2 separate regions of the Mus musculus genome follow, and region 2 is linked to region 1. A link is a contact called in public HiChIP or PLAC-seq data. All regions are on one chromosome and are shown on one strand. Each heading gives the region's core, a stretch centred on a gene start, on an enhancer-like site or on the middle of the called end of the contact. The rest is flanking DNA. Distances are from core to core; before and after follow the strand shown.

Region 1 (5,560 bases), core at 1,816-4,315:
CTTGTAATTTCATGCTCCAGGGAACCACAGAGTAAGAGAGTGGGTAAGGAATGAATTCAACTCCCAGGCTACTCTGCAGCCCCAGAGACTGGGCAGGATCTCCCCTCTCACTGCCCCCCCCCCCAATCCTCAGAAATGCCTCTGTTGCTATCCCCCCCTCATCGGGGATTTGTCCCCTTCCACTGACCACTGTCTCTTTTGAATTACCTGTGATGGTCAGCTCTGGGGTCAACCCCCACTCCCACAACCTCGTCTCTCACCCTAGCTGTTCTTTTTGTGCTCTCTCCAGCTTTAGAGAGCAAGAAGCATTATGTAAGGTTAGCCCTGGAGGCCAGTGAAAGCTAGGCAACAGAGGCCAGAAGACCTTCCTGAGGGGTCCTAGGCCACCTCCTCGCCTCTCCCCGACAGATTTTCTTCCTATCATCTCAGAGTCTCTGGACCCAGGAAGGTCAGATCTCTGCTTTCTAAAGAAAACCTTTTGGGAGAGGCAGCGTTCTGTTTTGACTCCACCTGGAAGTCTGGAACATTTGGGGCGGGGAAGAGCTGGGGTGGTCAGGGTCCAGGGCTGGCAAGGAGCACATGTTCCCATAGATACACCAGTGAGTATTTAGATAGTGTCCGAAGGTAAACTAGGCTGAAACCCCAGGAAGCCATGCCAGTCAACACTGGGAAGGGCCACGCAGGTGGATTGTATATAAATAGTTACCCTGGGTACACAGTGGGTGCTCAGAGGGTGTTTGCCGAGCTGTGAGTGTCTACCACACACATCCCTGGTACTGCAGGAGCTGGAGGTGTGGCTCACTGGGAGAGCGCTTGCCTAAGGATGTGTCCGGAGGCCCTGAACCTGATCAAATGGGGGAAGCATTGGAAAGAGGATGGATGCAGGGGAAAGGAAAGAGGAGTTTTATCCTAAAAGATTCTGGGGTAGAAGAGTGGGGCCCACGTGCGAATGAAGCAGGTGTGAGTGGCAGTGAGAGAGACAGCCACAAGTTGGGCACCTTCGGCTAACAAGTGTGGGCTGATGGGAGCGACTAAGTAGGGAGCCACCTGGGAATTACCGAGAAGAAAAGGGTACAGATGTCCCGAATGCCAACGAGGCGGCGGCGGCAGGCATTGGTCTTTTAATCCCTCCGAGTGATCCTGAAGTGGGTAGTGTCCCAGTTTTGCGGATAAAGAGAGGGATAAAGAGACGTAACCGCTGAGACATGGGATGACTTACCCAAGGTCACAGCCAGAGAACTACATTACATACAGAGCTGGGACTGCTTCCCATATCCGCCTGGTGCCAGAGCTCTGCCTCCAGGGCCTGGATACGTGCGTGCGTGTGTGCGTGCTTCAGCTCTCTAGAAGGGCTTTAAGGAACCTGGAGCTGACTAAACAGGTCTCCACTGTCACCACCTCCACCTCCGGGTCTTAGGGACAAGGTCTTGGCTAGACCCATATTCCTGGGTCTCCTTGACCCTTCAGTCTCAGACCAGACTTACCACTCCCCACCTATCCCTAGCTGCACCCCCCCACACACACACTCCACATCCGATTCCTGTCATTCCCTTGGCCCTGTCCTTTTGTCACTGTGGCCACCAAGCCCAGGCACCCATGTGACTAATCATCTAGACACAACCTTCAAATATGATTTCCTTGGGGCCAATGACCCTTCCCCTCCACCCACCTGTGCGCCCTAGCCCTCCCGAGCTGCACCACCAGTCCCGCTCTGCTTACTCCCATAGCTCCTTGATTGACACCCGGCCCCCTCCCCTCCTTAAATCAGACTTCCTGGACTGATCAGCCCATCTTGGGACCAGCTACTTACTTAACCTCCTAGGGATTTAGCTGCCTCCTCTGGATGAGGAAGCTGATAAGCTACCTCCCAGCTTTATAAAGGAAGATCAAGCGCTTGCCCAAAGGCCTGAGTGATGGCAGCGGATTTCTGAGTTCAAGGCCAGCCTGGTCTCGAACATAGTGAGTTCCAGAGAGCAGCCACGGCCTCTCTAAAAAATAAATAAATAAATAGCTAAATAGCTAGAGAGAGAGATCTGTAGCCACTCAACAAGAAGCAGCTGCTATTCAACCCTTTTACCTGGAGTCCTTTTGACCCTTGACCCTTTCATCTGTTGTCTTAATGGAAAAACCAATGGACTCTCTGAGCCTTGGGTGAGCCCTGTGATCCTGTTCTCAGTGACTCCTACCTCCATCCTCACCCAGAGGTCATGTGGACCTGTGATCCTCACTACCCTCCGCCTTCTCCCCCTTACTGCTCGACCCCCTCCACCCCCATCCCTATCCCTACCCCCACCCCCACTTCCGTGTACTCATCCCGGATCCCAGCCCCTTCTGAAGGCACTGCTGGGGCCTCTCACTGACTCAGCCCCTTGTCTTACAGGCTCTCCAGGTGGCCCGGCAGTTCCTGTTGCAGCAAGCCTCCAGCCTGAACTCCCCGGGGAACAATGACAGTAAACAGTCGGCCTCTGCGGTGCAGGTGAGCAGGGGGGACCCACCCATACTAGGCAGGAGTGGGAAGGGGGACCAGGGCTGGAGGGGGTATTCTTGGTGGGGTGGGGGCTGTCAGAGACTACTCAGAGAGCGCCAGACTTTCCGAGCTCCATGCTTCTGAAAGAAGTATAGTCATGGCAGGGTGGGGCGGAGACACTAACACCTCTCTTGTCTCCACCTGATCGGCCAGGGCTACGTCTGCCTAGTTTCTTTGTCTGTATCTTTCTGGACCTGACTCACTGGGGTTCCTCCCATTGGCTCTCAGGCAGTCCTCCTTTCTCCCCACGTGTTACCCTGTCCCTAAACTGAGTCTAGGTCCCTCCCAGGTTTCTCAGTTGAAGAATCACTAAGTCTCCCCTCCCCCCATCTCTCCCAGTCTCTCCCCATTTCCTGTCTCTTGACATCTCTCTGTCTCTTCTGTTTTCCTTTGCACAATCTGCCCTTTTTTTCCCCTCCCCCCTCCCCCCCCCAGCCTGTCGGCCCATCTGGCTGACTGGAGGGGGAGAGCGAGCGGGAGGGGGTGGGGAAGTCTGGCCTTCTGTTTACCTTTTGTGTCACAAAGAACTTGGGAGAATCGCAGACTGGGTCCCACTGGGTCACTATCTGGCCAACCGCCTTCCTCCCACCACCACCCCTCCAGCCCCCTCCCTGCTGTGGTGATGGGGGGAGGGGGGCAGAGAGGGCTGGGGCCTGAGGGAAAGATTAAGCCAGGCTCTGAAAGGAAGTTTATGTAAGGGGAAAATGGGGTGGGCACTGTGCAAAGTTGATCCTGAGACCTCTGGGGCCCTAGGGGACCTGGAGGATGTAGAACAGTGACATGAGGTAGGTGCAGGGTGCTCTCAGGACGCAGGCCCAGTGCCCAGAGACAAGTTATCTATGCTTGGGTTTTCTTTTTAAAGCTTATGTTTGGAAAGGGCTTTGAAAACATTCAAGGTGCCAGACAGCTGTGCAGCCATGGCGGTCAGTGGTCTCTGAGCAATCTAAGCACTCCTAAGATCTTCCAAGTTGGACGCTGGCAAAGGGGTATGGCGGGGGGCGGGGGGGTTGACCACAAAGTCTGGTCTGGAAAGGCAACCGAAGGAGGGACTAGGGGCAGATCTCCTTGGGCTGTCAGACTAGGTCTCATAGGATAAGGGGTCTCCCCATGGATGTTCTCTGGGTCTACAGCAGCCCTCCCCATGCTGGCCTGGCTTAGGACCTCTTTGTGAAACAGGGAGGTGTGAGCTCTAAGTGCCCCAGAGCCCCAGCAGGACAGGAGGAGTTGGGTGGCCCTGGAGGAGAACCGGCATCAGGGGGGACTTTCCAGCTGGGGGCTGGGATGATGATGGTCGCATCCCTAGCCTGCCTTCCCTGCCAAGGTGAGCGGCTGCGTTGGGCTCTGAGAGAGAAGGTGCTTCTTTCTCTCCTTTCTCACCTCCTGGGAATCAGCTTCCCCATACCCTCCACAGGAACCGAGTATCTCTTTCTTCTCTTTCATGTGTGTGCACGGGTGTGCATATTTGTGTGCGCATATGAGCGTGTGTGTGTGTGTGTGTGTGTGTGTGTGTGTGTGTGTGTGAAGGCCAGGATACCCTCACGGGTCACCCCCAGGACAGCCTCAGAATCCTCAGCACCTCCTCAGAGACAGTCTCTCAGTAGCATACTGGCTAGCCAGCAGGTCCCGGGGTGGGTGTCGAAGTTCAAACTCCAGGACTTCTCATGCATTTACCAAATGAGCCACCCTACTCACCCCACCCTGCCAGCCTGAATGCAGAGTCCTTATCCAAGGGTGGCCCCTCATACCCACGGGACAGCTGCTATTATTAATCCATTTGCAAATGAGAAAAAAAAGAAAAAAAAAAAAAAAACAAGGCTCTGAGAGGGTGTCTAACTAGTCCAAAGTCACTCCATGCCCTAATTTCTGTTTCTGTGATAAAGTATCTTGGAACAAAACAGCTTAGGAAAGAGAGGTTTTCTTAGGCTCACGAGTTTAGTCTACATTCATAACAGGGGAATCAAGGTGGCTTGGTACATCACATCCAAGAGCAGAGAGAATGAATGCATGCATGAGCCCAAGGGTGTTTGCCTTCTCTCCTCTTAACACAGTGCTAAGTCCCACCCCCACACACCTGTCAATTAATGTGATCACAAAGACAGTCCCTTACAGGCACTCCCACTGGCCAATACGATCTAGACAGTCCCTCATGGGGACTCTATTCTAAGTGATTCTAGGTTGTGTGAAGTTGACTATTAAAACCAGCACACCCTGCAAACAAGGGCAGAGAGCACACTGAGCCCAAAGAACTGGCTTCGGAGCTCAGTTTTATGAGGTTCCTCTGAGAAGTCCAAAGCCATTAAAACTCCTGGGGTCCCAGGGTCATGGGGTACTTGGGTCTGAATGAAGCTGAGCCCCCCCCCCTCCTGTTTATCCTGCAGCCAGCTTTGCTCTCCGTGTCTCCCACCCACATGCCATCTTCACTGTCCCTAAGGAGGACAGTGGAAACGCTATCCTCAAGTGGGACCCAGGGCCTAAGAGCCTAGAAATTGCTTTCCTGTGGGCTCTGGGCTGGTGGGGAAATGGGAGTCTAAGGCTGGCCCTTTAGCAGAAATCGTGTGCTGTGGATTTGGGACTTGAGTGACATGAGTCACAGAGGGAGGTTCTTGGGGCCCCGTGGGCACATTCTGCTCCGGGATGGGCCATTTGTCCCTTACCTCATTGATGATCTTCCTGCAGCGAGCATCAGTGAGTCTCCAAACACCACAGAGGCTGAGGGGGATCCATCGCTGTAAACAGGTAGCAGCCAATCCTAGGAGGCTCAGCAGGCACCAGGAATTCCGAGGAGGTAGCCAGGGTCGGGGTCATTGGCTTGTCAGCTCCACTGTTCCAAAAGTTGTGCCTTTTCTTTGACTGTGTTTTATAGAGTTTTCTTTTTTGTTTGTTTGTTTGTTTGTTTGTTTGTTTGAGATAGGGTCCCAGCCAGGCCAAGGTGGAATACACTTTCAATCCCAGCACTCAGGAGGCAGGGGCAGGGGCAGGGGCAGGCAGATATCTGAGTTCAGGGTCATCTTGGTCTACAGAGCATGTTCTAGG
Region 2 (5,560 bases), core at 1,909-4,408, 110 kb before region 1:
GGCACACCGGGGGTAAATAATCCTGTGACTAGAGTTAGGGCTCAGGGCCTCCAAGGAAGCATCAGAGCGGCATAAATCTCAGAGATGTGGACCCCACAAAGCACTGGGGTCACACCCTAGCCGTTAGACGCCTTAACTCACTATCCAACTTCAACTCCCTCTTCCCAGCCCAGTCACATCCATTCAGAGGTTTCATCCTCGACTCTAGCCCTAAGCCTTTTGGCTCTGGGCCTTGTGGATAGAAGCCGGCATACACAGCCACTGTGATATCTGCGGCCTGCAGTTCCCAACAGCCCTTCCAAAGTCTCTCTTTGCTTGTTCAGAACCCGAAGTGGAAACTTCTAGTGTCTTTGGAAAGTTAGTTATGTCAAATAATGTCTTGATGGGGCACACAGGTGAAAGGATGTCTTGCTAAAGAGGACATGTGAAAGAACTCTGCATGATGGAGTATAAATATGACCCCATAGATAGTGGGAAGGAAGTATTATTTTGGTTTGCTCCACCTCACTACTCTTCGATAACAACCCACATGTATTGGTTTGCCTGACATGGTATTGTTGAGCTCCACTAGTGGCGACACCGCCATTGAGAGAAACTCACCAAAAAACTGCTCATAAGGTTCCTGCGGCTTCTGGTGGCTTCAGGGGCCTTGGGCCAGTTGGCAAGCCTTGCAGTTTTTTCAGGACTGAACTATATCTTCTGGTTCATGCGTGGTGTCTGCCTGCCTGCTGAGAGGATGGGTCTGCAGCTGCTGAGTCGTATTTGGTGTTTGCTACAGGTCTTAACTGTTGAAGGACTGCTAAACAGGTCCACTTCCCCCATGTCCTAATAACTTTTCTCTTCCACTACCTCTGCCGGGTGGTGGGCAAGAGGAGAGGTTGAACACTCATTAAAGTAGACTGAGAAAAACTTATGCCTACAAGGACCAGGCCATCAGAAGAGATAAACCCCTAGTGTGTGTGTGTGTGTGTGTGTGTGTGTGTGTGTGTGTGTCTGCCTGTCTGTGTATGTCTGTGCGTGTCTGTGCATGTGCATGCATGTACCCACACAGAAGGCAGAGGTCAGTTGGGAGTCAGGTCTCTCCCCACTATGTGGGTTCCAGGGATTGAACTCAGGTCCCCAGACCTGGTCAGGAGCTTTAATCTGCTGAATCATCATCTCACTCATCCTCCGACAAGACTTTAAACATTTATCAAGTGCCTACTTGGTGAAAAGCAGTTGACACCCACAATCATGTGAAACCCAGAATGAGTAGGGCACACTCTTGGCCTGGGCTATGTGGTCAATAGCATTCAGTCCTTGTAAGCATACAATGAGCCTCCATTTCTCCAAGACCCGGGGAGGACATCTGTATAGAGGACGTTCACTACCATGAGCTCTGGTTTGTTGTGGAAACCTCAGGTGCCAGGTCTCTGGCCAAGTGTCTGCAAGTTCATGTTGCTTGTGCCTTCATTGTGACCCTAGGAGTTGCAACTTCCTGTAAGTTTGCCATGGCTGGACCAAGAAAGAAGGCATATGCAAATTTCTACAGAAATTATGATTCTGAGAAGGATGAGAGAAGGAAGCTGGTACTGCTTAGAGAGCAACGTGATTCCAGGATGTAAAGGATGCTTCAGGTTGTGCTTCATGGACATTCATCACTGACCTGTGTTCCGATGAACCAGGAACAGGTCGTATAAGATGCAGTTCCTCTCAATAAATGATTAACAATTATATGGACAAAAAAAAAACAATAATGAGATATAGGCAGGGCTGTCACTTCTTTCCTGCCCCACAAGTAGGTTATGTCCTTTGTCCTTTTTCTTTCTTTCTTTCTTTTTTTCTTTTTTTTTTTTTTTTTGGACAAGAGTCTCACGTAATTCAGGTTAGCCTCAAACTCGATGGGTATCTGAAGATGACCTTGGTGAATATTCTGAGCATCCTCCTGCCTCCCAAGTGCTAAGATTACAGGTGTGCACCACCATGCCTGGCAGTCCTCACGTGTCTCTCTCTACTCTCAACTCATGTTGAGAGTCTCATGTGTCTCAAACTCAACTCCAACCCTAGGCTGGGGCTGAAGCTAAGTAAGCCTGAAGAATCCCACTCACTTGCAGGGAAGTTGGATGCCCTCCATAACTGCTCCACCTCCAATCATTCATTCACGGGTGGGGTAGGATTCCCAAAACTGAGACTCCTTGCTCAACAGAAGACTCTTAACCCACACACAGATGAAAGGCATTCAGTCCAGGTGTAAAAATTAACCCAGTCGGACCCTGAGCTTGGTGTCCCATGATGGGAAGAGGGGCAGGGCTGGGACGCTCAGCAGAGGAAGCTCACACTGGCATCCAGCAAGTCTTAACCTGATGAGGGAAGCGGAGCTTGAATTAGCTTTATTTCCTTTTGTTTTAATTATATTTATATACTTAGTCTTTTAGAGAGTGGGAGAGTGTGTGTCCCTACCACAGCACACTTGTAGAGATCAGAGGACAACTTTTGAAAACGGATTCTCTCCTATCGTGTGAATCCCTGGGGATCCAGTTCAGGTAGGCAGGCTTCGGAGCAAGTGCCTTTACCTGCCGGGCCATCTCACCAGCCGGGTGCTTTGTTTCTTTTGTCGCTGCGGAAGCTTGCCTGGCCCTCCTCCTTCCCCAGCTAGGAGAGGTTTGGCTGGCTGGTGTCGACCACGAAGGCAGAACACCTTCGGTATTCAGTAGAAGCCGAAAGGCAGGGGACAAATGCGCAGTTAGACAAGCCAATGAGAGTGAACAGTGACGTCGGGCAAACTGGTTTGACTGGATCCCAGTTACTGCAAATAGAGCTGGAGAGGGAGGTGGACAGAGCCTAGAGATGCCCTGGAGGCTGCATTAGTCAGCGCTTACACAGGCGCTGCTGTCAATCACTCAAGACTCCACCCTTATAACAGACCTCTGCTTCCTCACTTCCGGTCCTTGTATCAGCGGGGGTGGGGGGTAGCTTGGGGGAGTAGCTGGGGGGGGGGGGCAGAGACACAGCTCCACACTGTTACCCTCAGCAGCCCAAGGGGGTTCTCTTAACCCTTTAGGGCTTCAACTCAGACAAGCCCGAGATTCTTGGCTTTGACCCAGGAGTAGCCAGCATAAGGCAGACTTGGAGATTTTATTCAAAATAGAGAGACGGGCTGGAGACGTGGCGGTTAGGAGGAGCACTTGTTACTCTTACAGACGACCCAGGTTGGGTTCCAACACCCACGTGGAGGCTCACAACTCTAACCCCTGTTCCAGGGGGATGTTATGCGGCTCTGTAAACCCTATACATCGCATACATGGCACAAACATACACACATGCAGGGAAAACACCCACAGCACCTAAGATAAACAAGTAATTCTATAAAAAGAAACAGTAGAAAAGCACATGGAGAGGAAAAAAAATCAAAGAAGACTCCAAGAATATGGATGTAGGTTTCTCAAATAAGTCCGTCCCCTCCAACCCTTAGCCCCCAGGCAAGCCCTCCCCCTTTTAAAAACTCTTATCATCGTAGATTAAATTTCCTTGTCTCTATCCTTTTATGAATGGGACCACGAGATTGCGTCTTCCCCGTGCTTGCTTCTCTTTTGCAGCTGTTTTATTTCACTTGGTACAGTGTCTTGGAGAGTCTCCCAGCACGGAGGCCATTGCTTCCATTCCCAATGCAAACTTATTTTTACTGGGGTGAGCATTCCACTGTGTGAGTCGGCCACAGCTGATTCTTCCCCCTCCCCTCCCCTCCTCTCCCCTCTCCTCTCCCCTCCCCTCCCCTCCTCCTCCCTCCTCCCTTTCCTCCTCCTCCTCTTTTTTTTGAAGACCGGGTCTCACTCCATAGCCCTGGCTGCTATGGAGTTCTCTCTATAAAGCAGGCTGCCCTCAGACTCATAGAAATCTGCCTGCCTCTGCCTTCTGAGGGCTGGGCAGGACCCACCAAGCCCCCTATGTACGGGTCTCTCTCTCTCTTTTTTTGTAAAGTTTACTAGATTGGGGAGGAAGCACCATGGATAAAAGCGGGCACTGCTTTTGTGAGCACCTCAGCTTGACCTCCAGGCACCCTTGTTAGGCAGCTCACAGCCACCTGTAACTTCAGCTCCAGGGACACCTGGTGTCTTTGACTACCTAACTCACCTACATTCACACACACACACACACCCAATAAATAAATAAATAAATAAATAAATAAATAAAGACATTTATTAAAATTTAATTTTTTTTCTTTAATGCTGTTTTTTGTGGTGTTTGGTGTTTGGTTCTGGTTGGTTGGTTTGGTTTGGTTTTGATAGTCCTGGAAATTTAACCTAGATCCTCACATATTAATCTAGTAGGTCCTCACATATGAGCCTAGTAGGTCCTCACATATGCTAGATGAGCCCTTTACCACTGAGCTGTGCCCAGCCACATCTAATTTGTTTGCTTTTGTTTTAAGATGGGGGGTCTCATGTGCTCCTGCCTCTACCGCAGAAGCGCCAGGATTTGCAGGTGTGCATCTCTCAGCCTGATTTATGTAATACTAGGAGGAATGAAGCCAAGGGCTCAGTGCACACTAGATCAGTGGAGCCACATCCGCACATCCACAGCTTTGGTTCACGACTTTGAGTGGAGATAGGCTCCACCCATCCTTACCCTTGGGGGAATATCCCTAGTAGTGAAATCACTCGCTCGCAGGTTAGATGCCGTCCACCTGGTTAGAAGCTTACAGGGAGTGTTTGTGTGTTTCGCTGTCTTAAAATCATGTGCATCTGAAATCCTGCAGCCCCTGTTCCTGCCAGGGGTTGGTTGTTCACTTGTATAGCAGCTCTAGTGAGGCTACCTAGCCGGCAATTGTCCAAGCCCAGCCCCACCCCCTCCATTCGCTCCCTTACTGAGTTTCTACCACCACCCACCCATCCCTCACCCCTCTCCTGCCCCCTCCCCAATCATGTATCTCAGGCTGCCCTCAAGTTTACTGTGTAGTAGAGATAACCCTGGACTCTGGCCTCCTGCTTCTACCTCCCACACCCAGATTATGCAGTGAGGGCAGGAGGTGGTGGGGGGGCGGTCCACACCAGGATCCTACAAGCCAGGCAAAGACTCTACCAACTGAGTCACATCTGCAGCCCCTCCAATCCAGTTCTCCTAGATCCTGCTGCTTTCCTGTTTCCTGGACTGCACCTGGGGGGCTGCTGTTCCTAGCTCCCCCAACAGCAGCTTGCCAGTGGGAGACACTGACTGGAGAGTATTTCTAGCCCTTCTGGCCACAGCTGCTCTACACCCTAGTCCTCAGGTGACCGTGGTCCCTGAGTCCCACACAGCCACTTCCACACACACCCTTGTAACCACTTCTGGGATTTTGAATTTGTTCTTTCTTATACTTAGGACACACACCCCACCCCGCCCCCAACCCTGAGCTCTTCAACTTAGCTCAAGTGTCTCCTTCTCCACGAAGCCTCCCTCCCCTGAGGCCTCAATTTGAAATTAACCACCAGGCACGTGGTAACTCCCTTTCCTGCTCGCTCGCTCTCTCCTGTAGCAGTCACCATATTCCTTCATATTTTTCTATATTCATTTTACTTCTTCTCTCTCTCACTCCATCTGTGCC

Evidence for each region. HiChIP or PLAC-seq counts read pairs in DNA pulled down with a chosen protein or histone mark.
Region 2: a contact with region 1 is called in an H3K27ac HiChIP or PLAC-seq map of embryonic stem cells, with 19 read pairs. The contact joins two enhancer-like sites. A contact is called at or near these places in 2 of 484 Hi-C or Micro-C datasets (bone marrow-derived macrophages and embryonic fibroblasts), 15 of 115 datasets of contacts at active chromatin or transcription factors (craniofacial prominence, double positive thymocytes, embryonic basal ganglia and 9 more) and 4 of 9 other capture datasets (adipose tissue, embryonic tail, liver and 1 more).

What each region holds. Positions count from the first base shown.
Region 1 is chr17:47,885,041-47,890,600 of GRCm38.p6, reverse strand. Foxp4 (forkhead box P4) reads left to right here. Exons shown (of 17, transcript NM_001110825.1): 3 at 2,381-2,476. Among named protein-coding and RNA genes, the nearest start is that of Foxp4, 37 kb to the left of the region's middle. Within about 2 kb of position 3,065, at least 94 of the 459 cell types and tissues checked have an H3K27ac peak or open chromatin away from gene starts, as enhancers often do. A contact at or near this core is called in craniofacial prominence, double positive thymocytes, embryonic stem cells and 3 more, where this site is marked.
Region 2 is chr17:47,999,384-48,004,943 of GRCm38.p6, reverse strand. No RefSeq gene overlaps it. Among named protein-coding and RNA genes, the nearest start is that of Gm41591, 12 kb to the right of the region's middle. Within about 2 kb of position 3,158, at least 269 of the 459 cell types and tissues checked have an H3K27ac peak or open chromatin away from gene starts, as enhancers often do. A contact at or near this core is called in craniofacial prominence, double positive thymocytes, embryonic stem cells and 3 more, where this site is marked.